Linked DNA regions of Triticum aestivum: region 1 is linked to region 2. The links are chromatin contacts, called in public Hi-C maps. All regions are on one chromosome and are shown on one strand. The core of a region is the stretch at or near the end of the contact, and the rest is flanking DNA. Distances in the headings are between cores, read along the strand shown. Region 1 holds the start of LOC123120897 (serine/threonine-protein kinase D6PK). Region 2 holds the start of LOC123120888 (phosphatidylinositol/phosphatidylcholine transfer protein SFH9).

Evidence for each region. Hi-C and Micro-C count contacts between places; a contact is called where the count stands out from the background.
Region 1: a contact with region 2 is called in a Hi-C map of leaf, with 4 times the contacts expected there. The contact joins the promoter of LOC123120897 here to the promoter of LOC123120888 in region 2. A contact is called at or near these places in 3 of 5 Hi-C or Micro-C datasets (all in leaf).

What each region holds. Positions count from the first base shown.
Region 1 is chr5D:276,325,110-276,330,188 of IWGSC CS RefSeq v2.1, reverse strand. It overlaps LOC123120897 (serine/threonine-protein kinase D6PK), which reads left to right and starts at 2,884. Exons shown (of 3, transcript XM_044540868.1): 1 at 2,884-3,097; 2 at 3,291-4,252. The coding sequence starts at 3,399.
Region 2 is chr5D:275,919,097-275,923,996 of IWGSC CS RefSeq v2.1, reverse strand. LOC123120888 (phosphatidylinositol/phosphatidylcholine transfer protein SFH9) reads left to right here and starts at 1,467. Exons shown (of 11, transcript XM_044540864.1): 1 at 1,467-1,761; 2 at 1,901-1,929; 3 at 3,515-3,598; 4 at 3,691-3,744; 5 at 3,866-3,943; 6 at 4,212-4,265; 7 at 4,580-4,639; 8 at 4,727-4,822. The coding sequence starts at 1,707.

The DNA of each region.
Region 1 (5,079 bases), core at 1,635-4,134, 400 kb before region 2:
TTCCAACTTTGGGCATACAACATGCTCGGTCATTTCCTGATGTAAAATTTAATTACTCTACATGAACCTAAAGTCACTGAAACCAATGAGCTAAAGCCAAAACTGAACGTAATAGCTTCTAAACTGAAGTCAGCAAAACAAATGAGCTTTTGTTGGGTAATTTCCAAACTCTAGCATGGTTGAATGTAAAACATGTCATTTCCTGATGTAAAAATTAATTGCGTTACATGACGTCGATTGTGAATGAGTGTGAGACCAAGCAGAATTGAAGGTCAAGTTGGCTTGATTGTAAAATTCATCATAGGAAGACCAAAAGAGCCCACTTTTCAACTGGGAGTTGTTACAGATCTTCCCCGCATTGCATTCCTTGTAAAATCCACGGGTTTGGATCTCATCATGGTGTAACGCTTTCTTCCCAGCGTCACCTGATCTTATGTGTTGCTATGTTGAACACTGGACTTCTCTTTTCTAAAAGCATCGAAAGGGACAGTAAGTGTACCGAGTGAGAATACCAGAGTCACCAAATTTCAAGATCGACAAAATCATCACGTACAACTCGTTATCGATTGGAACGTAATCCCCCACTTAGGTTGTGTTCGGTAGCCCTCCACTCCTCCACTCGGGAGCGGAGCGGATGGAGCACCATATTAGCAGCTCCTCAAATTAACACTGCATGTTGCTCCGCTCCGGAGCGGAGTTGGAGAGCAGGAGGGAGTCCAAACAGGCCTTTAGTAAGACACAAAATATCAAATCCGAGGTTTGATTTACAAGCAAGTCCACTCATCATAAGTCCGTAACCGATGTTATTTTTCGTTGAACATTTTGGATGCTGATTTGACAGTTGAGATATTTGGATGTGCAAGGGTGATCCTAATAAATGGTACACCTTGCATCCATTGCATTTGTCCATGAGCACTAACAGGGAATTCATATCCAATATAAAGAACTCAACAACCGTGTAAGATTTGTTCTTCAGGGGGCTTGCCAATGCTCACTTTCGAGTGCACAGGGAGTAGGATATACATTGCTTTCAACGTGTGAATGGATGGCCGTCAATCAAAGAGGGCGGCTGCTTGGGCATGCAGCAAACACTGCTGAATGAATGCTGGCACAAATAATTCGGGAGTCTAAGCATGCAACTTGTGACCTTGTAAGTTGCAAGTCATGGTTGATTGTGATGCGCTGTTGCTGCACCAGTGACAAAATAATAATTTAATAAATATACTATTTGAGTAACAATATGTTTTATCACCCATCTTTCTCGGCCGTGGATGTTTCCTAGCTAACTACTTTGATATCTTCATCGGATAAAACGATGTTAAGTATTTATGTTTGTAGCTTCGAGTAACTTTACCCCCACAAGAAAAATAGAACTTCGAGTAACTTCTAATACTAGTACATAATCTAACATAATTATTACTATAGTCTATAGTGAGATTGAGCCACCCCTCCCGTGCTAGAATCTTGAAATCGAAAAAGACATGTATAGATATGTATAGATCATATCCTTACATGTACAACTCCTCCATGCTCCCCACTTCAACTCTCGCGCCGTCTCCACCGCTAGAATCTTGGAATCGAAAAAGACATGTATAGATCATATCCTTACATGTACAACTCCTCCATGCTCCCCACTTCAACTCTTGCGCCGCCTCCACGGCGGCTCTGGCAGCAAACCGCCAGCCACACTGTCCCTCCTTCCTCGTTACCGTCGAGTGACATAGCCGAGCAACTCTCGTACAGAGGAGGGCGGTGGCGGTGCCCATCAAGTCTTTTCCTGAAGATTTGAACGGCTCGAGCCCTCGTCTTGGTCACCTTCCTGAGATGTGCTACTTGGCGGCGCAGAATTCGTCGGCAACGCCGACGCGCCTTGCACCGTGGGTGTTGTCATGCGGTCACCTTGCTCTCACTCTTCTGTTTGGTGCGGCTTCGGCCCTCGACGGCGCCGGATTTGTGCGAGGCTGCGCGACACGACTCCTTGGGAGTGTTTGTTACTGCCCTTCGCCCCTCCTCGTGCTCTGGCTTGGCCCTATATCAGGTGGCTTATCTGGCCTGGGTTGGCGGTGGTCGAACTAGTGTGGCTCTTGTGTAGATCTGGCGTGGTGGGCTGGGTAGGTCTGTACATGACAGGTGGTCAATGGCGGAGGTCCTCTAGGTGTACCAGCCGGTCTCAGGTGTGGGATGTTGAGGCTGTCAGCTGAAGTCTGACTCGACTTTGGTCGATGTCAATGACGGTGATGCCCTTGGGTGCCGCTGCTTTCCTAAATGCATCCTGGAGGTCTATTTTCGTGGTCCCTCCCATTTTGCTCCAGAGCAAACCCTCAATTCAAGTCTTTTAGGATGACACTCAATGTCGCGCTCCCCTCTTGAAGGCATCGTCTTGGAGTGATATTCGATTGGGGAGGGGGGCTCTTTGTGGTGGTGCTGATTGCTCCACTCGTTCTAATGTTGGTGTTGTCTCGGTGAAACGAAATTACGGGAACACTGTCTTTGCTCTTTTCCTTTTAGAGGGGTATGTAACTGTTTTATGCCACTTTTCAATTTACATGTATTGCTCAAGCATACGATTAGACCGTCAATTGAGTTGTCAGGGAGGAAAATGCTGTTTCACCGACAATATTCGTTCGGTGGAAGGAGACATTTTCGTCGGCTACACGATGACTTTGTTAATTTTAACATCATGTGACGGCTCAGTATCTTAGAGGTGCTTACGGAAGATATAATGTGCAGATGTGTTTTTATAGTGGGTGAGTGTACGTGTGTCTCATGAGCATCTTCGAAAGAGTGAAAAAATATTTACGAGGCAGGGAAGTGTAAAAGTGTCAGGATCCAGTAAACGGAAGGGAAAGCTCTGCCACTTTCACTCAAGCCCGGCAAGTGGGCCAGGCACACACTCAATCCGTTCCCTCATTCCATTTTCTTTCCGATTCTCTTCTTCATTTCGTTTTTTCTCCTTATTAGGTTTCTCTCATTGATTTTCATTTCGTCCTCCCCCCTCCGCTGCCAGCCACCTCCCCCGAAGCCGAAGGAAGCGCCCCCCCTCGATCCCCTCCCCAGCCCCGCTGGCGGCGAGCTCCCACGGCGCGACGGCTGACCAGTAAGCAGACTCTACCCTCCCCACTCCCACCCCCCGCCTGACTCCCCCCCGCGAGGAGGGGATCCTCTCAATCTCAGCCAGATCCATCCGGCTAATAATTCGGCAATTATTGGTTCCCGATTCGTCGGTTCCGCTAGACGGCTGACTCGCATCGCTTTCGCTGAATCTAATTCGGGGCGAACCCTTGTGATAGGTCTCGATTTCACCGCTCCGGCCGCTGATTGATCGGTCGACCGTGGTGGCGATGGGAGGAGGGTCATGGCGGCGCCGTTAGGGGCTTCTTGGTTGACTCCCTGTTGCGATGGCGTCCAAGGCCGTTGCTGAGATAGTCGATGACAAGCAATGCAGTAAAAGCGCCACCGAGTCCTCTGAGGCCGCGCCTTCTCGGAGGCAGTCTGAGGAGCAAATCGGGGGAGCAAGCAAATCGGGGCCTGCCTCACCGAGAGCAGTCCCGCCTGGTGATGTGGCTACGTCCAGCGGAGTGAAAGAACAAGATAAAGACTGCAGTTCTGTTGATGGCTCTGTGAAACTGGACGAAGATGAAGACCCCGAGAAGAGCTCCCTGCGTGGGAGCGTCAAGGATAGCTCGGTTTCTGCCAAGTTCAGCGACGGAGCAAGCAGCCTGACAAAGGCGAGCGGCAGCACCAAGGTCAGCGGCCACGCCGATTTGGTCCAGAGCGGGAAGAGCAGCGTTTACCGGGCCAGCGCTGGCAGTGATGTCAGTGATGATAGCACCTGTAGCAGTATATGCAGCAGCGCTAGCAAGCCTCACAAGTCCAATGATTCAAGGTGGGAGGCGATTCAGGTGATCCGGACCAAAGAAGGTTCGCTAGGATTGAGTCACTTCAGGCTGCTTAAGAGGCTTGGCTGTGGTGACATTGGCAGTGTTTACTTATCAGAGCTTAGTGGCACGAAATGCTACTTTGCTATGAAGATCATGGACAAGGCATCTCTAGCTGGCCGCAAAAAGCTTCTCAGGGCCCAGACTGAAAGGGAGATATTGCAGTGCTTAGACCATCCTTTTCTTCCGACTTTGTACACCCACTTTGAGACTGATAAATTCTCATGCTTGGTGATGGAGTTTTGCCCTGGAGGAGACCTGCATACCCTAAGGCAGAAGCAGCCTGGGAAGTATTTCCCCGAACAAGCTGCCAAGTAAGAGTCTTCTTTCTCTTTGTCTATTTATTTATTTATTTTACTGATAGATATGCAAATGTTATCACACTCATGATCGACCAATCCTTTTCTGTTCTTATAAATCATCCAGTTGTGGACTAATACATCTGGTTCAGTACTATAAATTGAAGCTCTTTTAATTTTCAAGATGTAGTGACAAATTATATCTTTTATCTTATTGTTCAATTGTTAAAGAAATGCTTTTCAATTTCATGGAACGTATGCCCCCCTTGTATTTTATTAGGTTTAACAGTATTGTGTATTTTTGGTTTGGCCTCTATGGTTAACAACTATCTTTAAATTTCTTTTCCTGGGGAACTTTTCTGTTACTGTCAGCAAGGAATGTTGGAAATTTGAATTGCTGCTGTTGCTGGATTCATTTTGGATTTAGGAGAACATAATTTCAGAGTGATTTCATATACTCCCTCCATTACCTTATACAAGGCCACTTTATTTTCCATGTCAAACTTTGACTTATAATTTTAGCCAACAAAATATGGATTATATGCCACCAAAATATATCATTGGAAAGTTCTTTGGAATGTGCATCCAATGAAATACTTTTTGTGGCATATAACTCATTTTTTGTTGGTAAAATTAATGGTCAAAGTTAGACATAAAAATGCGAAGTGGCCTTGTATAAGGGAATGGAGGGAGTATGTAAAATCTCAGGGATCACAAAATCTGTAGTCACATATTATTTGTCGTTGGTAGTAGGCTTGTTAGCACTAGAAGTGGCAGTAATGCTCCAAATTATCTGGAGCGCCTCTAATGGACGAGCTTCTGTAAATGCCACTTATTTTACT
Region 2 (4,900 bases), core at 218-2,717:
ATGATTGATCCCCTATACTTGTGGGTCACCACTCACCCAATGTCCCCGGCCACATACGTGGTTGGTAGGTGGAGGTTGAGCTCTGGAGTGTCTGACAACGTCGATTGAGCTCGGCGATAGGGAAGGAACAATAGAAAGATATTTTGATGGTGAGTCGTTGACAAAGGAAGCGGGGTACGAAGGAGGTGGGTGGTGAGAAACTTCCAGCCAAGTACCGAAAGTTTTGGAGTGTACTCAATATTTTGAAGGGGGGGTATGAAACTTCCTGCAATTTGACGTTAGTGTTCAGATGGAAAATCTGGTAGAGTTGTTTCTCCGTAGTCCGTGCTCCTATGATCATTATTACAGAGTTTCGTTGAATTTTAATTTTGTCATGCAAGTACTACCTTACTAGTATTCCAAATACACGAACAAAGTGTATGTAGAAAATTTCATTTTTTGCAACGAAGGTGAATATATCTCGAAACAAACCTGGCAATATGGGTCGCACTTGTAAGGCTGGCCCCGGGCAGGGTTTTTTGTCCCGGCACATGATGCGAATAAAAGGGTTGGGCCGGCCTTCGGCCACCGGCCATGGATCAATGTTGATCCCCAAAGCCAAGCCTTATCCTTTTAGTACTGTTATGACTTCTTAGGGTTGTTTTGACCTTTTAATCTAAATATTTGGGCCCTTTTAGTAATATTTTCGTCTTGTTAGAGCTATTTTGGCCTTTTTAGCATGTACTATTTGCAACTTCTAACGCGGGCCAGCCCACAACCATGTCATGTCGGGCCGACCTTTTTAAGTCACGTGCCATGCTGATCTCTTCTGAGCCCAGGCCTTCCAGCCGACACCGTGCAACCCTTTTATAAATGGGCCAACATAGACCATGCCTTATACTTTGCATGGTCTTTGATGCATTTTGACTATTAATACATATCAAAATATTTGAATCGAACATGTATCAATAGTACTCCCTCTGTAAATTAATATAAGAGTGTTTAGATAACTAAAATAGTAATCTAAACGCTCTTATATTTTTACGGAGGGAGTATCATTGTATTTGTCTTTGTAAAACAATTTTATTCCATTTGTCTTTATAACAATTTTATAGACATACACTAAGTGAAAAATATAATCAAAATTATGTGACGAAAATCAGAAAAGTCAACACGTGCCTTATATTTCGGAAAGGAGGGAGTACCTTGGTCCCAAAATTCTTGTGACGAAGGAGTGTGCAGCTTTCGGCCTAACAGTGGAACAGTGAGCTCCACGTGTTTATACTCCGCCTGGCAGGGTTAGACAGCAGTGCAGCTGGTACTAGCAGAAAAGCACCAGCCTAATAAGTAACGAGACCCCGTGGCAGTAACAGTGGTTGCCAGCAGCTTTTACACAAAAGCACCAAACGAAACCTAAACCAAGTTAAAACCCCGAATAAACAAACGAGAGAACGAAAATAAAACGGGCTTTTGCTGTCCCTTTCCTTCTTCTTAAGCAGCGCCTTCCTCCTCCTCCCCTCCCCCTCACCCCCCACACGTACACACATACGCACCGTGCGGGAGCAGAGCACAACAGCGTCACCTCGGACCAGCGAGGGCAGGCGGTAGGGGGAGCTCAAAAGGCAAACAAGACACTCTGCTTTCTCCCCGTTTGAGGTTTGACCTCTCCCCAGCTCCAGAGCCCCGCAAGTCTCCCCCTCCTCCCCTCGCGACGACCGTCGCCGGCAATGGCGGCCGCCTCGGAGGAGGCCATCAAGCAGTTCTCCGTGCTCATGGAGCAGTGTGAGTTACCTCTTGCTCTTCTTTCCATTATTCGTTTCAGAGAAGGGAATGGAATGAAAGCACACCTTTCTCCTCCCTCTCTCCCGGCTATTCCTGTTTCGCTGAGATGCGCCCTTGCTTTCTTTCTTGCTTCCTGCAGTGGAGGAGCCCCTCAAGACCACATTCCAGGTGCCGATCTGCTCCGCCTTCCGCCCTTACTGGATCTCTGTTCTCTCGCTGCTGTCCTGTGCATTCCTGTGCATAATTTCTTGTTTTGGTGCTGTCATCGTTGGACATGCGCCGGCCGCAGCTGAATTGCGTCTAGATTTTGCCTCTGTTTCCGTGTGCTGGTTTCCATTTCTGGTGGATTTTGGGGTTGCTCAAGCCTTTTATTTTGCTCGGTTCGTGGTTAGGCAGATTCGCCGTACTTCTCTGGCTTCGTAGCTTGATAATGTTTGGATCTTGGAAGTTTTCTTCTTCTCCCGAGCTCAGCTGAGGTCTCAATTAGCCTTGTTCTTGGCTCAAATTTTGATCAAATCCGAGATTTTCTTTGCCATGTGACTTTCTCTTAGCTCATTCCTTGCTCCCGTTTGTAAAAAAACATCTTGTCCCACTACTTGTTAGCAGATGATGAAACGTTCTGGATCTTTTACTTTGTGATTTTGAGCTTAATTGTTGTTTTATATCTGTTTCTTGCTTCAAAGCCTCTTGTTATTATCACTTCGGTGTTTTTAGGAATGACACTTTCCTTTTCCCCCACCCATACAGCTGACGTTTGTGTGCCCTTCGTCACCTCGATAGAGATCCGTAGCTAAACTATGCTTTCGGCTATGCCCGATCACTTCCTATTTTATTTTTTATTCGCGTCAGCGGCATAGAGAGATTTTTTTTCCTTCTCATTAGATGTTGGAGGCGCTAGCACTTTCTTTGATCTAGAAAAGCACTAGTACTTTGGTCAGGTCCTAATTGCAATTTCGGCACTCATGCCGTGGTTGGGAAGAAGAAGAAGAAAGAAAGAAAGAAAGAAAAAAGCAACTTTGGTACATCAGCCACAACTGTTTTGTCGGCGCGGCGCCTCCCATGTTCGTTATTTGGAGCTCCAACGCTCTGTTTTTCTTCGTATTCAAGTCGTGCGTGCCGGCTTGCTCGAGTGTTGCTTCCAAGCACGCTTCTAGAGTGACAAAGACCTTGTAAGGTCAAGCACGCCATGAGCCCATGATCACACCGGTAGGAGAGAGCTAGGCTCTGCAGTCTGCGCCGTGTACCACTCCACACGCGAGGACTAAACTAAGCTGAACTTGGGCCACCTGTCCAGGCAGCGTGTGGAGCTCGGCGAGCGCGAGTTAATGGCCGGAGAAGTTGCCGTCGTTTGATCTTGACGCACCTTGTTTTTATGTGTTCTTGTGTGGTCTTGACTGACTGTTCTAGGGGAGAGGTCTGAATCGGCGATTTGGACCTTTACTCGGTCCATGACGAGTCCTTGTCCTGACGAGCATGCTCGCCTTCGTGGACCTCTCGGGTGGAACCGTTTGGATGCGCACCGCGCAAGCACTGATGATGCATCGCAATTCGATAGCTCCACCGAGAAACAACAGTTCCTTTTCTTTCTTATCTCTTCTGCGCGGTGGAATCACGATATCAGTAGCGCCTTTTTCATGATTTTTATACCGTATAGTGTCGCGTTGCCGACCAGTTAGTTTCTGGCACTGTTGCTTGAGATTAAAGCTCTTGGCAGGGGTTAACAAATAGTGCTTAATTACTGTTATGTGTACAGAATGTGCACCAAGGATATCCAAGAGGGACTCTGCTGCGCTTTCTCAAGGCCAGAGAATGGAACGTTCCGAAAGCATATAAAATGGTAAAAGCTTATTATACAGAAAGCTTATACGATGTACTGTTGATGAAGCAGCTTGTTATCTCCAGTATAAAGCATCTGATTGTTTGGTGCAGCTAATGGATTGCTTGAATTGGAGGCTTCAGAATGAGATTGACAGCGTTCTAGCTGTAAGTTCCTTTTACCGTCGACAAAGTCTTGTTTTTTCTAGTTGTACAGCACCGTAGTACTACTATTGTTTCAGCATATGTTATTCCTCTGACCGGCAACCACCATTCTATTTCGATGCAGAAACCAATATTGCCCGCTGATTTGTATAGATCTATTCGTGATACACTGCTTGTTGGATTAACAGGATATTCCAAGCAGGTACAGTAAACAAGCCCAATTATCTTTAAATTTCCATGCTTTTGATGGTACCATTTTATCAGTTCCTGCTGATTCATTTGTTGGATGAGCTGGTTATGAACAAACGTTACATCTCTTGTTATATTTAATACTGGTAATAATATGAGTTCCTTTTGTCGGGCAACTAGTCTGAAGATGTTCACAAACCATTCTTTCCATTTTCAAGAAGTTTGCATCGTCTGTACTAAGTGATGACCTTGCTCTAATTTCTTATGGTTGCCTTTTGCAGGGTCAACCTGTCTATGCATTTGGTGTTGGGCTCAGTACCTTTGACAGAGCATCGGTAGGTGTTAAGTGTTAACTGTCTTGGAATTCATAGTCTTTGGTTTTAAATCCAAAATATTGTAGGGGATTGTACCACTAGTTCTGAGACTGAGTTGCAGTAATCAAGTACTACCAAGATTAATGATCAGATAAATGGATTTTTTCTTGAGACGCAGGACTGTCAGTTAGCTACTAATTAGATCAATTAACTAATAGGGACACAAGATACTCCCTCTGTAAAGAAGTGATCTAAACGCTCTTATATTTCTTTACGGAGGGAGTACTATTTTTTGACTTTTTTTATTCTAAAATATCCCATTCATTTTGCTGCAGGTGAACTACTATTTGCAGTCTCACATACAGATGAATGAGTATCGAGATCGTGTTGTCCTGGTGAGTGCTTTTTTATGCATTATTCATGTTCATGGAACACATTTACATAAACATATAGTGCTAAGAATATTTGTTTCTCTTCATTAGCCAGGTGCATCTGAGATGTCCGGAAAACAGATTAACACCTGCTTGAAAGTTATGGATATGACTGGCCTGAAGCTTTCTGCTTTGAACCAAATAAAGGTAGGCTATTTCTTGCATTATTAAATTTTGATCAGAATTTTTGGATAACTTCTGAAGGATCTGAACTGAAGTATCCAT